Linked DNA regions of Mus musculus: all the other regions are linked to region 1. The links are chromatin contacts, called in public ChIA-PET maps. All regions are on one chromosome and are shown on one strand. Each heading gives the region's core, a stretch centred on a gene start, on an enhancer-like site or on the middle of the called end of the contact. The rest is flanking DNA. Distances are from core to core; before and after follow the strand shown. Region 1 overlaps Vgll4 (vestigial like family member 4). Region 2 overlaps Atg7 (autophagy related 7). Region 3 holds the start of Tamm41 (TAM41 mitochondrial translocator assembly and maintenance homolog).

The links. ChIA-PET counts read pairs in DNA pulled down with a chosen protein or histone mark.
Region 2: a contact with region 1 is called in an RNA polymerase II ChIA-PET map of memory CD8 T cells, with 64 read pairs. The contact joins two enhancer-like sites. A contact is called at or near these places in 2 of 484 Hi-C or Micro-C datasets (the G1E-ER4 cell line and bone marrow-derived macrophages), 4 of 115 datasets of contacts at active chromatin or transcription factors (acute myeloid leukemia, bone marrow-derived macrophages, memory CD8 T cells and 1 more) and 2 of 9 other capture datasets (adipose tissue and liver).
Region 3: an RNA polymerase II ChIA-PET map of memory CD8 T cells shows a contact between it and region 1, with 81 read pairs. The contact joins the promoter of Tamm41 here to the enhancer-like site in region 1. A contact is called at or near these places in 9 of 115 datasets of contacts at active chromatin or transcription factors (the 230-238 cell line, embryonic forebrain, embryonic stem cells and 4 more) and 3 of 9 other capture datasets (adipose tissue, embryonic stem cells and liver).

The regions. Positions count from the first base shown.
Region 1 is chr6:114,902,712-114,907,582 of GRCm38.p6, reverse strand. All of the region lies in intron 1 of Vgll4 (vestigial like family member 4), which reads left to right. Among named protein-coding and RNA genes, the nearest start is that of Vgll4, 17 kb to the left of the region's middle. Within about 2 kb of position 2,087, at least 26 of the 459 cell types and tissues checked have an H3K27ac peak or open chromatin away from gene starts, as enhancers often do. A contact at or near this core is called in memory CD8 T cells, where this site is marked.
Region 2 is chr6:114,658,129-114,662,999 of GRCm38.p6, reverse strand. The region is part of intron 1 of Atg7 (autophagy related 7); the gene reads right to left. Among named protein-coding and RNA genes, the nearest start is that of Atg7, 17 kb to the right of the region's middle. Within about 2 kb of position 2,904, at least 144 of the 459 cell types and tissues checked have an H3K27ac peak or open chromatin away from gene starts, as enhancers often do. A contact at or near this core is called in memory CD8 T cells, where this site is marked.
Region 3 is chr6:115,035,331-115,040,201 of GRCm38.p6, reverse strand. Tamm41 (TAM41 mitochondrial translocator assembly and maintenance homolog) reads left to right here and starts at 2,328. Exons shown (of 8, transcript NM_026894.1): 1 at 2,328-2,552. The coding sequence starts at 2,418.

The DNA of each region.
Region 1 (4,871 bases), core at 838-3,337:
CCTATAGGTCTTTTGGTTGTTTGATTTCATTTTCGTTTTTGCGTTTTTTTGTTTTTGAGGAGTTTGTGTGTGCGCGTGCGCGTGTTTCTTGGTTTTTGGTTTTGTCTCTTTTTATGAAAGAGAAAAAAGAGAACATATCATAAAATTGGCTGGTAGGGAGGTGAGGAAGAACTGGGGAGGGGAAGTTATATTGAATGAAAACAATTTCTTCAATTAAAAAATATTAAAAGGAGAAAGATTATGCCTGAGGTGTGTGGGGGAGGGGTGGTAATGCCCCTCTCTCAAGAGCTTACTCTAAGATGCCACTCTAAGATTTTGGTGCTTTCAAAATGAAATGCAAATCCCAGGCTTCCCTTGGATCCTGGCCTGGGCTCTCCACCCGCGTGCCTTTCCTTCTTTCCCTGAGCTTTTACTGAGATGTCAGTAACTGCTCAAGGGAAGGCTTTATCACTTTTTTCCTCTCCTTTTCATTAAAAACAGCATCATATTATATGAGAATTTTACTTTTACAAGTGTAATTATATTTTAATTATTTTGTGTGCATGTATGGCACACATGCTATAGCCTGGGGGGGGGGCTATTGAACCTGGGTAATCAGGCATGATTGCCAATCACCGTTCCCCACTGAACCATCTTGCTGGCCCATCAAGTTAGAATTTTGAGTTTGTTGTGACTAAGAAACAAGGTTTTGTGAACTGGGAGACCTCAAAGCAAGAGATGGCTGGAGTCTGACTTCATGGCATTCGGTGGTGGGTTGTGGATGGAGCTGTTTAGCCCTGGAGGTTTAACCAGGTTTGAGTGGAGCTGCTTAGTTCTGGTGAATCACGATAACTACCAGAAAGCTCACCTGGGGGTTTTGTTCAGGGTCATCATTTGGGGAAGTCAAATGACCCCGCTTTTCATTATGAGCGCTTGGCCCTAGCATCTCTAGACTGTACCTTCTGTTTTTAAGTGATTATTTTACAGTTTATACACATTTATCTTAGTTGAGTATCAGTCAGAGATAAAGGGTCTTTTAGGCTGTGTATGGTTCCTTACTCTGTCATCTGAGGCTGAGGCAGCAGGAGGATGAGAACTTCCAGGGCAGCCTGGGATGCGTAGGGAAAGCCTGTCTCATCCAGTATTTGTTCCCCAGAGCTGTGTGACACGTCTTTGCCACAGGATGTCATAAAGTCAGTTCCACCTGCTGTTGAGCTTCATGGTGACACACTGGACCCACTCCTCTGACGAGGCACTCTCTGCCCTCCAGGAGCAGGGCAGCCTTGGAGAAGCGTTCCTATAAAACTGAATGGCTTTCTCTTTCTAGATTAGTCTGAGGCCCGATGCACAGGTGGAGTCTGAAATAGCTTGTGGCTAGTGATGATTTTCTTTGGAAGAAGGAGAATTCAAATCACAGTAAAGTTGACTGTTTACATAATGGCAACCATCATTTGATTAGATCCACTTTCAGAGCTAAAGCCTCTTTCTCTCCATCACAGCATCTTAAAGTCTAAGTTTCTTGAAGGCAGGTCAGTGAGAGCAAAGACTGGGCAGAGAGGGCAAGGTGGTGGTCTAGGAGGAGGACACATTGATATGAATCTATACGTTTGTGTGTTCTCTTTGCCAGGAGCACATGTGCAGTGCTATGTGCAAGTCGGGTCATAAGCAAGTGTGCAGGAGAGTGAGGTTAGAGAGTGCTCCCTCTGGCTACAGGGCAGACGTATCTGGGGTGTCACCCTGGGACCCCTGATGTCTTTGGCCTTATCTTTATCTTGTTTGGCTTGGCTCATTCACCCAAATGTTGTGTAAAACAGTCAGCTGCTCGGAGCACTGGCTGCTGCTCCTCACCTCTCTTCACAGGCTTGATGATTCCCTCATATGTATCTGTGTGAGTGGCTTTCTGCTGGATGGATGCAGAAAGCCCTGGCGGAAGAGATCCCACGGTGATGCTTAGAGAACAGGGAGTAAATGGCACCCTAAAATGCCTGTTAGTGTTTTAAAGGCTCTGAAAACCCCATCTGTGCTAGATCTCTGTGATGGCTTGAACACTTGGTGCCCAGCGGGTGGTGTTCTTTGGGGAGGTTTAGGTAGCACAGCCTAGCAGGAGGAAATATGTCACTCTCTGGGCACAGGCTTCAAGATGAAAAGTTTCACCCCACTAGCTGTTTTCTCCTCCCCGAGTTCTGCTTGCATTTGTGTTTACAGATGTGGTCTCTCTGTTTCCTGCCTCCATGCTGTGATGGACCCTCTAGAACCTTAGCCCAAATAAACTGTTTCTTCTGCAAATGGCCTTGGTCAAGGGGCTTTATCACAGCAACAGACAAGTAACAATACAGCAGGAGGAGAACAACAGAACCTTTAGGGATATGACCAGGGGTTGCATATGTGTCCACCCATGTAGGTGGGCATTTTGTTTTGACTGGTGGTAGTGGTGGGGGTGGCATGGGGGTGGGTGGGTAATATGATTCATTTATTTTTGTATGATTTCTTTCTTTCTTTGGGTTGAGAAGAATTTCCCTGCATTAGTCATGTTCTGGGTTCAGCTATCATTACAGCAGCAGTGACAACAGCTGACATAGGAAAATGTCATGGTCCCAGGGGCAGTACCAGTGTGGTTTGTTATTGGTGTCTAGATGACGCTTTTAGTTCCCTGATGTTTTGTATAATTCAAGGTGGAGATAAAACATTTCTAAAAATCTCAGAAGCAGGCATCATCTAACCCAAAGCCGTGAACAATAGCACCAGACACTTTATAGTTGTGTTTCAGTTGTCGTGAAGCTAGGTTGTGGATCTCCAGATATAAGTGAGATGCACTACCATGGTGAATTTTCTAACACATGTGGTCACACATTGCTATCACAAGTGATGCTTCTGTCCCCAATAGATTTGAAAAATATTTTGGGTCAGAAGGTAAAGCCCTTGGCATGTTGGGATTCCAGAGAGACGCACCTGTCTAGATGTGTTAGCTTCTCAGCCGTGATAAAGCATCTGAGAGAACACGCTTACTAAGGAAAAGGTCTACTTTGGGTTTCAATCCTGGTCACTTGGTCCTGTTGCACTGGGCCAGTGGTGAGGCAGCATGTTGTATTGGGTGCACATGGCGGCTAAGAAGCCACACCCCCTTCAAGGCCCAACAACCTAACTTCCTCCCACTCACAGACTGGGGATCCAGCCTTGACCACATGGCCTTTGAGGCACTTACCCGAATCACAGCATTTGCTGTGTCTTATCACTCACTTCATAGCCACAGTCTGTAAGTATCACGTCATGGAAGGAGGAGCTTCCAGAGGTGAATCTTCAGGGCACTCACTCTGAGGAGGGTGGCAGCAGCTCTGTGGATGCTTAAACATCATTAGGAGGTTAGCCGGAAGAATGCCCTGCTTCCCTCTGAGTGTACCGAAGCTAATCTCTGCAGTTAAAGCTTCCCTCTATCCCTGTGCCCATCTCTCCTGTTTCTGTGGATTCCAAGACACTGACTGACTGGAAGTCACAGACATCTCCCCACCCCAACATGTTGACAGTGCTATGGCATTTTTGTGAGAGAATGCACCCATGTGGGGTGTATGGAGCCAGTGGGATTGGATATGTGCAAGGTCACTCTCTCTGCATTCAGCCACTGTTAAGATCCATACCAGTGGATCTGCATAGAGCAGAAAGGTTGCCGTGTTTGCTATCTGAGGTTATCTGCTGAAATACACGAGTGTGAGTATAGTGGGTTGTTCTAAGATGACAGTTCCAGTGGGAAACAAGGGAGAACACAAGAGTCCTCAGGTGCAGCCCACTGTTGCTTCTGTATCTCAGAGGATGGGGTCTGTGATGGAGGGTGCTGGGGATTGCTGCCACAGTGCCTAGAAAGCATGATTGAAGTGAGTTGAACCACCTGCTAGACCCTTGAGGTTAATAGTATAAAGAGACCAGAGACCCAGAGAACTCATTAGGACATAGCAGAGCCGTGGCTGGAAACCACTCATCCATTTAATTTACCAGATGCTCATACAGCTAGAGCATCCCAAATAGAAACATTTCACTTTTGCTTTATTTCTTCATTAGTCTAATTCCCACCAATTTAGGAACATTGTAGCAAGGGAGATGTTTCAATAAGCTCTGTCAGGGAGGCTTTAAAGAAGAGCTGGAGGAGCACAGGCAGCCTCTGCAGTCAGTGACACTGGGGCGAGACATTGCCAGGAAGGTGTCTGAGTTGCTGAGGTGTGGGAACGTCTATGGGGAGCATCTCTATAATTTATTTTCTAGAGTTTTACCACCCATTTCTTAGGTGGTGGGAATTTAGCAATGGACTGTGTGGGCCAGTCTCTCAAGAAACAGGGCAAGAGGATAATGACTTTATGCAAAACCTTAGATGCATATGCCTTGTAAAGAGGTAAAGAGGGTCTCATTCCTTGGAGGTCTTTGTTCCTAAAATGAGAGCTCAGAGTGCTGGAGGGATGGCCCAGGCAGTGGTTAGGAGTACTGGCAGCTTGTGCAGAGGGGCCTTGGTTTTAGTTCCCAGCACCCACATGACTCACAACCATCTTAACTGCTGTCCCAGTGGATCCTCACACCTAGCTCAGTCCTTGTCATTAGCTCTGAGGCTCAGCATACAAAGCACCCCGTTGGAGGTGTGTATACTGAGACAGTGTGTGTCGGGCTATCCTGGAACTCATTATGTGGTCCAGATTGCCTTTGAGTTCTCAGAGATCTGCTTGCCTCTGGCTCCCGAATTAAAGGTGAACACCACAATGCCCAGCTAAATGGCAGCTTTTAATTAAGTTGGAGTGTAAGCGGGTTTTCATGGTGGCAAGTTTGGAAGTGAGCGGAGAGAGGGCACACAGCAAGTAAAGGTGTGCTTGTCTCTACATCACTGGCCTGCAGGATCTGTTCACGGGCAAACTTCT
Region 2 (4,871 bases), core at 1,655-4,154, 250 kb after region 1:
CATGTACCACAGGCTCTATGACCTTATATACTGGAGACATAAGCAAGCTGCTTATCGCAGCACTGTACACATCAGTCAATCTCCGGAATCAGCAGATGAATGGAGAAAGAAAACTTCTACATAGCCACAATGGAGTGCTGGTGAGCCATAGAGAAGAAGGAAATCAGGGTGTTTGCATAAAAATCGATAGAACTAAGAGTCATCATTAAAGAAGACAGAGACAAATAGCACACGTTTCCGCTTATCTGCAGAAGCTGGAATTTCAATTCAAGAAAGAAGACTACAAAGGAAAGAGAAGAGGCGGTAAAAGAGGTACAATGAATACCAAAGCACAACACCCACTTGTATTGAGATGGCCCAGTACAGTCCATTACAAAGTGCAATATACCCTGATTGATAATTATACTTTGAAAAGGGGCCTGGCTGTGGTGGCACATGCCTTTAATCCCACCAAGGAGGACAGAGGAAGGAGGAGCCTTGGTTAGCCCTTAGAGAAGAGCAAGGACAAAGGACACCACAAGAGCTGCCTGTGGCCCCATGGCTGGGGCTAGGTTACTTTGCTGATGAAAGCCTTAGGGAGAACTACTTTCTACAGGCCACTTCATGTTCTGCCCACTTCAAAGTACACTTGGGCACAAGAGCCCCAGCGTGACTGGATGGAATAATCTCAACAGGCCTAGGAAGTTGAGAAAAATCAGTAGAACACAGCAGAAAGGATGAAAATAATGAATCCTTTTCCTATAGAACTGGTGAGCCTCACTGATTACAAAGACTAGCATCATACATTGGGCAATGCTTCACTCAGGGTCTCATTACATAGCCCAGGTTGTCCACAGACTTTTGATTCTCTTGCCTCAGCCTCAAGAGTGCTGGGATTATAGGTGTGCACCACCCTAATGAGAGATTCGGGAAAATGAGGTGTGTGAGGCTGCAGAGATGGCTCAGTGGTTAAAAGCACATATTGCTCTTCCAGGACTAGAGTTCTCAGCACCCACATGGCAGCTCACAACGGTCTGTAACTCCAGCTCTCCACAAGATCTGATGCCTTCTTCTGGTCCCACAAGGGCACTATGCTTGCATACAAACTAGCACACTGACACACAGAGAAAAATAAATCTTTTTTTAAAAATTGAGTTGCCTGGGTCCCATGTATCTTCCTATGCAGGGGACAAAAAACAAGGTTGGTGTCCAGGAGTCAGGAAGCCTGACCAGCAGCCCAGGTTATGCCGATGGATACCTGGTGCTACCGTGGGGCTGATGGCCATGGCTGCCATTCCCTGTATTCTTAAGAAATCTTTCCCCTCTTTGCTGGGACAACTCCCTTCTATCTCTTAGAGACCTTTATCAGGAGCAACACCCACCTCGTTGCCCTGGAACTCACAGGCTAGAATGGCTGACTAGTGAGCCCCAGGCCTCTTCTCGTCTTTGCGACCCAGCACTAAGCCCAGCATTTATTTTTACATTATTTTTTACTAGGCAGATGGGGTGTGAAAGTGTATCATGCCATGCACAAGGAGGTCAGAGGACAATTTGTGGGAATTGGTTCTTTCCTTCTACCTTGTAGGTTCTGGGACTGAATGAATGAGGTCGTTGGGCTTGGTGGCAAGCACCTTCCCACTGCTGAGCCACCTTGCTGGGTGGTGTCCAGTATTTTCACATGGGTTCTGGAGTGCAAACTCTGGTCTTCATGCCCTTTGCTAAGTGATCTTCCCAGATCCCTTTACAAAACCTCATAATTGGCCAATGGGAAGTGTTCTCCCTTGATGCTCATTCTTCCAAGCATTAAGCATCTTTCTATACACATCAAGCATACGCTATACATTGTATGCAGCCATCCAATGACAACTGCCATACCATCTACAGTAGGATCTGTGTGAAAAGACCTTTTCAGAATCTTTATTCTTTCCTCTCTTAAGCTAACCAACAACCTGTGTTTGGATACTCATTTGCTACTGATCTCCTTCCAATATAAGCTAAACACTTAATGTAAGGGGAGACAGGCCGAGGAGCCACAGCAGTGCAAAGGCCTGCACTCAGGCCTGCAGAATCAGATGTCCATAGCTCCCTCCCCAAGATCAGGCCCAACTCACTTTCCCCTGACTGTTCTCTGGTGACCTGCTGAGGTGGATCCCACAAATTTAAAAACAAACAAAAAAGCCTCTATAGCTTTAAGGGCTGGGAAGGTCACCATGAGTGACCACTTAGAATGTCGTTTACACCTCTGTAAAGCTAGGGAAGTACTAGGGAAAACAAACAAACCCCAAAGGCAATAAGAGGCATGCTAAAAGAGCATAAAAAGCACGTGGTTCAAACTTTTTATGGCTTATGCGGCTTTGAGAAAATCTGGTCAGAATAGAAGATCCTATTGACTTCACAGAGGGTGTGGCCGGGTTTCACTTTGTGACAGGAGGGTGGAACACCCACAGTAACCCAACAAAGGAATTTGCTATAAGCATCTAGGACAGGCTAGACTTCTGAGGAATCTAACAGCATGAAATCTAACCATGCATAAGATGGATGGGAAGAGCAGGGGACCTAGAGGAGGAACAAGTGCACCCAGGGGTGGAGTCAGTCTTGCCTCTCCCTGGCTCTCATTCCTCCTGAAGAGCTAGGCTCTGCAGCTCTGAGTAGAGCAGGAGAGACCTCAGCCTCTTGTCATCTTAGAAGCTGAACACACCTATACCTGGGCACTGTGATCAGACAAGGGCCTGATGCTGAGTGTGGGTCAAACCCAAGTCTCCCGATGGGACTGTGTTGCTTCTAGTGAAAGAAGACAGGCTTTGATGAGGGCTTGGCATGTAACAGAAAAGAATCCCAGCAGCCAAACCACAGCTAAGATGAAAGGAAATGACAGCATGGTTGGGCAACAACCTCCCAGGGCTTCATCTGCCACAGAGTCCTGGTGCTAATCTATCAACAGAGCCACACCCAGTGACTTACATGTGGGAGCACAGATGTCACAGCATGACACTTATCCAAAGCTTATGACCTAACTTACCAAGAGAAAGAAACTGGGGAGGTGAGATGGGAATAAGGAGCGGGGCGGGGAAGGCTAAGGCACAGGGGGTAGGAGGTAGGAGACAGGAAAAGGAGGCAGTAAGTGGAGGACAAGAGGTGGGGGATCGGGAGTCAAGGGAAAAGGGACAGGGAGTAGGAAGCAGGGGCCAGGGACTAGAGGTGGGGGCCTGGGCAGGAGGAGAACTGTAAGCAGGATGCAGAAGGATAAGGAGGAAGTTGAGGGTGGGGGTAGGTGGCAGGGGTGGTGAGCAGAAAGCAGGGGGCAGGAGGCTGGAGAGTAAGAAGTGGAAGGCCAGGGGTCAGGGGTCAGCTACTAACAGAGACACTGTATCATCTCTGAATCTTTCTAACTTGGTATTATGTATCTGTAACAGCAATACAGAAATAAGGAAATTGAGAGCAGGTTTCTTTCTGTCCAAACTGACTGTCTGTATGGACAGGCTTGAGGATGGTTTGGCAGGGCAGGAGTTACCCAGCACTGTCAGAGCTATCCCTGCTGATTACGTCAGCACCTCCTGGCCCTGTGCTCCACTGATAGGAGAAGAAAAAAAGGCTTTGGCAATTGTGTCAGATATGAGGAGAATTGTGTACATATTTTTAAAGATGGAAACTGTTGGGGCTGTTCTTGGTTGTCAACTTGAATTAACTAAAACCCAAGCAGCTGGGTAGGTACACCTGTGACTGATTTCTCTTAATTAAATCATTAAAATAGGAAGATCCACCCTAAATCTAGGCCACACCTTCGGTGGCTGCCTATATAGTGGACATGGAAGGAGGAAGCCCTTGCTCTCTGCCTGCTTGCCCTGGCTCTCACTGGCCAGTCTACTCTTCACTGGCCTTACAGCCTACTTCTTTGGGATTCCAGAGAATACTGAAGAAATATATACAATTGAAACATCATGGACTGAACTATTGAATTCTTAGACTTTCCATTGGTAGACAGCCATTGTTGGACTAGCTGGCCCATAGTCTAACCCACTGTCAATTGTACATATACGATAGATTCATCCTATCAGTTCTGATCCTCTAGAGCAGCGCGTCTCAACCTTCCTAATGCTGTGACACTTTAATACAGTTCCTCATGTAGTGATGACCCCCAACCATAAAATTAATTTTGTTGATTCTTCATAGCTGTAATTTTGCTACTGTTATGAATCATAATGTAAATATTTCTGGAGATAGAGGCTTGCCAAAGTGGTCACAACCCACAGGTTGAGAGAGAACTGTTCTAGAGAACCCTAACTAATATACTATATAAAGGATGTTGTAGAAATCTAATACAAATATTACCCCCAACAAAAGATTTTAAATACTGTTGATTTTAAAGACTGAAAAATTACTTAAAACTGAATCTAAGAGTTTTTTTTAGTTTTTATTTATACACATGTGTGTTTGCTGTGAGTATACAGTGTACAGGTGTTCAGGAAGCCAAGAGGAGGGCATCGCCTAGAACTGGGGTTATAGACAGCTATAAGGTACCACACCTGGGTTCTCTGCAAGAACATCTAGAGCTTGTAACCTCTGAACCATCTCTCCAGCCCTAAAAACTGGATCTTTTACCTGTCATGTTTTAATTTTCTTTCTTTCTTTTTTTTTTTTTTTTCAAGACAGGGTTTCTCTGTGTAGCCCTGGCTGTCCTGGAACTCACTCTGTAGACCAGGCTGGCCTCGAACTCAGAAATTCTCCTGTCCCTGCCTCCTAAGTGCTGGGATTAAAGGCGTGCGCCACCACACCCGGCCATGTTTTAATTTTTTAATGTTAAGGAATTAAATCTAATAAGTACTTTTTAAAATTAAAATTGTTTCATTCACCTTCCCTCAGCTGAGCACAGTACCTGGAGTACAGAAGACCCT
Region 3 (4,871 bases), core at 1,079-3,578, 130 kb before region 1:
GGGAGGACTGTGGAAGGACTTTGGAACTTTGGGACAGAAGATCCATTCGGTGTTAAGAGCTCTGTGAGATGTTGTGTAGGAGCTTGGGAGATAATGTTGAGAATAATGCAGAAAATGGAGGTCTGGCTTGTGAAATTTCAGAGGGAAAATTAAAGACTCTTTTCAGGGCCATTGCTATTTTGGATTGTGACAATTCTGTGGTTCTGGTTAGCTGGGGCTGAAGAATCAGCTGTGATTAACAAGATACCAGAACTATTAAGGTGAAAGAAAACTTGGCATTACTGGGACTATTGGTGCTGGTTAGCTGGAGCTAAGAAATTAGCAGTGATTAAGAGGGACCAGCATCATTGAGATGATATCTTCTGGGAAGTGTTTTCTGAAAGCCCAAAGAAGCTGTGTTCCAGAGATAGCCAAAGTTGTACCTCTTGCTGCATCAGGACTTGGTAATGTGTAAGAGTTACCCAGGTAGTACTGGTTTTGAAGGCATGAAGTGGTCATAAAGAGCAGCTGAGGCTTGGCACTGTGAGAGGCCATTGGTGAAGGTGCAGTCTCAGTAGCAATTAATGTCCCAGGACTGAAGGGGTCATGCAAAGGAGTTGAAGCTTAGCACCATGAAGAGAGCCATGAGAGGCTATTGGTGAAGCCTAGTTACAGCAGAAGACAGCAGCATTTTGGAGATGCCAGTACCATGAATGACCACCAAGAACAGTAGCAGCAGTGGAGTACAGACATCTGGAGCCTAGAAGACAAGCTGTGTGCTACAAAGGACAGGGCTGAAGAAGGACTCAAGCCCTTGGAGGAGCCCAGAAGATTGTGAGTTGGATCCCAGACATTGGATAATTTTTGCTTTTGATTGTGACTGTGCCCTGATATTTTTCCCTCTTGAAGGAAGGAAGTATTTTAGTGGATCCCACAGTTAAGAAACTTTTAATTGTAAAAAGAGTTTGGATTTTAAAAGAGATGGATATTTTAAAGAGATTGAAATTTTAAGAATATGTAAAGACGCTCTTAGCGACCGGGACTGCTCTAAGGTCTGCCCCGCGCAGGACAGCAGACAGCGTGTTCTACCATCTTTCCCCAAGCCTCTGAATAAAGTGTTTAAACAAGCCCCCCCCCAAAAAAAAGAATATGTAAAGACTGTGGGACTTTTAAAGTTATTTAGATCTTGGGGATGAATAAGAATGTAAGGGTTGAGGCTTACTAGTGATGTGTTTGTGTATCAGGTTGACAAGGGGTCAATTGTACTGGCTAGTTTTGTGTCAACTTGACACAGCTGGAGTTATCACAGAGAAAGGAGCTTCAGTTGAGGAAATGCCTCCATGAGATCCAACTGTAAGGCATTTTCTCAATTAGTGATCAAGGGGGAAAGGCCCCTTATTGGTCAGACCATCTCTGGGCTGGTAGTCTTGTATTCTATAAGAGAGCAAACTGAGCAAGCCAGGGGAAGCAAGCCAGTAAAGAACATCCCTCCATGGCCTCTGCATCAGCTCCTGCTTTCTGACCTGCTTGAGCTCCAGTCCTGACTTCCTTGGTGATGAGCAGCAATGTGGAAATGTAAGCTGAATAAACCCTTTCCTCCCCAACTTGCTTCTTGGTCATGATGTTTGTGCAGGAATAGAAACCCTGACTAAGACACCATCCCTGAAGGGGCAAGAAGACTTCTCTGACTCTAAAATTGAATGCAAATGTGAGGGAATATTTATACAATATGTTTCCTTTTATGGAACATTTATTTATTATCAGACTTGAAAAAGACCTTTAACATGAAGAAACCACAGTCAGTTTCTAGCAATCACAATCCCCTGGGCCGGCATGTTTTACATTTCTTTTGTTTTTCTAAATCTTCAAATGCTCCTACAACTTGGCACTAGAGGTGATAGCTCCACAAGGTTGTGAATGAGGTAGTTCATGCTTTCATCTTAGCCCTTTGGAGACAGAGGCAGGTGGATGGCTGTGAGTTCGAGGCCAGCTTTGTCTATATAGCAAATTCCAGGGCTGTTGCACAGTGAAACCCTGTCTGAATGCTTTGAGGCCAGCCTGGTCTACAGAGTTAGTCCAGGACAGACAGGGATACACAGAGAAACCCTATCTCAAAAAAAAAAACAAAAAGCAAAAAGAAAATCAATATAAGGATGATTTAATTAATTAAATGGTTTAATAACCATTCGTAGTTTTAGTGCTACAAAGGATTTGCTAGGCTCTATAGCAGGTTGTCACAGGATAGACATGTAATGTGCTCCTCCGCCGGCTAGAGGGCGCTACGGAGCCTCGGCCTCCCCGCAGGTTGCCAGCTGCCCGCTCTGAAGCGCGCGTGCGTGGAGGGGCGGGACCGGGCGGAAGCGCGGTCCGCACGACCGGGAATTGCGAGCACAGGGTCGGCACAGCACCGTCTGTCCCACCGGCGGGCCAGCCCGCCCATGGCGCTGCAGGCGCTGCACAGCTCGGGCGTGGGCCTGCGCAGGATCCTGGCTCACTTCCCGGAGGACCTGAGTTTGGCCTTCGCCTACGGCTCCGCGGTGTATCGCCAGGCAGGACCCAGTGCCCACCAGGAGGTGAGTCGGAGGCCCCCTAGTTCCCCGACCAGTCCCATGCCTGGCACCTGTTCGCCCTCGCCGTTCCTCGCATGCCTTTCATTCCTGCGGAGCCCGGACACGCCAAGAGCCAATTGTTGAAATGTTCATCCTAGCAAAGTGTCCTTCGGTGTGAGCGGAATTTGGATTTCCCTGGTCAGGGTTGGCTGAAGGCTGCCCTCGAACTCACAGTACTGGAATTAAAAGGCTCGTGTTGTCACGCCAGGCAAATCTATATGTTTACATTTACTTAGTGATTATATAGCAAGCGCACCTGTACTTCTGCGCACACTTGAAGGTCACAGGACGACTTGAGGGAGTTGTTTCTCTCCTTGCACCACGTGGGTCGTGGTAGGTTGAACTCAGTTTATCTGGTTTGGCAGCAAGTGCTATTATATGCCGATCCATCACCAGCCTGAGCTGATAGGATAAGTGAGGCATGAGTAGTCTGTCTCCAATCTAAGTTGGGAGTGATGAGGAAGAGGTGGTGGCATTGCAGAGATGTAGTGGGAAGGGGGAAAAAACAAAGTAGCAGGTCCTACTTAAGTGTTTTCAGCCTTTGTCATTGGAGTTTTCCATAGCTTTTTAGCAATACAAAGACTGGTTTTGTCTGCAGGGATTGATTTCATTGGCCTAGGACTTTAGCAGTGTGTAAAACATCCCAGGTGACTAATTGGAAGCTAACTTTGAAAATCCCATCGAAAGATAAGGAGAAAATACGGAATGATCCGTGGGCTTCAGGAAGTTGATGGACTGGGTGTAGGGCCCAGGCAGGTAGCACATTTATTCAGGTCAGCACATTGAACAGGAATCTAGTTAGGATTGAGGCTTGTTACTCCAGAGTACGGAGTCTCAGTCACTGTACAGTAGGGCATCCTGGGTCTAGCTCCTGGCCAGGTCTTTCTTCCAGTTAAAATTCACCTGGTGTTTCTTGAATTTCTTCTACATCCTACCGATTTTCTCTAACAAATGGGAAAGTATGGATCATGGGCATATGAGAAATTGTGAGCTGTCCAGTTACTTCATATAGATTATCATAATTATACATTTTTTTTTTTACAATCATCCTTCAGTCAGGCATTGTGGTGTACCCACTTGTAATCCCAGCTTTAGGGAGACAGAAACCGGTGGATCCCTGGGGCTTCCTGGCTCCCGGCATACTTGGCAAGCTCCAGGTCAGTAAGAGACCCTGTCTCAGAAATAGATTAGATGGAGCGTGGGAGCAACAATCCGCGCCCTCTGACCTGCAAACATGGCTTCATATATCTGTACATACATGAAACTATCCATGTTACCTCCGAATCTTAAGTAATATCACCGATGGTTTAAGACCAGCCTGGGAAACAGCATTCCTGAACCTCCCGATAGACAGCTTGTAGGTTTTCAAAGAGGTTCTCCTCCGAGCTGACCTACACATCTCTCCCAGAGAGGACCCTTATTTCCTCTTCTTTTTCATTCTCTGCATTCATGCCAACAATTCTGTTGTGTTCTTCCAGGACGTTAGTGCCTGAATGGGCTCCCCTCCTCTGGAAAGTTCTTTAATGTGGAAAGTCGCCTTGATCTCATTTAGTACTGCATGAGTATGTTTTGTTAACAGCAGCATCAGACTGGGGGAGGGGGCGGGTTCTGGAACACGCCTGGCTCCAGAACAGGGAAGAGTTTCACTAACGTGACAGCCGTTTTCCACGCTTCCTGGGTTTCTTCTCCATGCTGTGTCCCCCTCTTACATTCCTCAGAACTCACACATGTCACATCCAAGAAAAAATCCTTTCTCCTTATTCTCCTGACTAATTTGAGTGCAGTTTGTATGTTAAGCGTTCCTATGTAGAATCTACTTGGACATAATTTGTCTATCTTTAGTGGTGGGCTCTTGAGTTCTCTGCCCTGAAACCTACCAGCCTTTTTTTTTTCTTAATATTTTTGAACTATTTTTAAAATACTTGTGTGTGTGAGTGTTTTATCTGTGTGAATGTATGTGTGCCACGTGCATGCCTAGCGCCCACAGAAGGCAGAAGAAGGCATTTGAGAAACACTATGTGGATGCTGGGAATCAAGCCCAGGTCCTCTGCAAGAGCAGCCAGTGCTCTTAACCACTGAGCCACCGCTCCTTGGGTCCCCTTGGGTCTTCTTGGGTCTCCTCGGGCTCTGTAGCCTTGGGTAAAGTGCTTTCCCCAGCTCTTCCTCTCCTTCCTATACAACTGGAATAGTATACTTGCCTGGTGGGATCATTTTGGAGATAAACTAACTCATTGTATGTCAAGCGATCAGATGAGGGCTGGCACCTAACACATGATAAGTGAA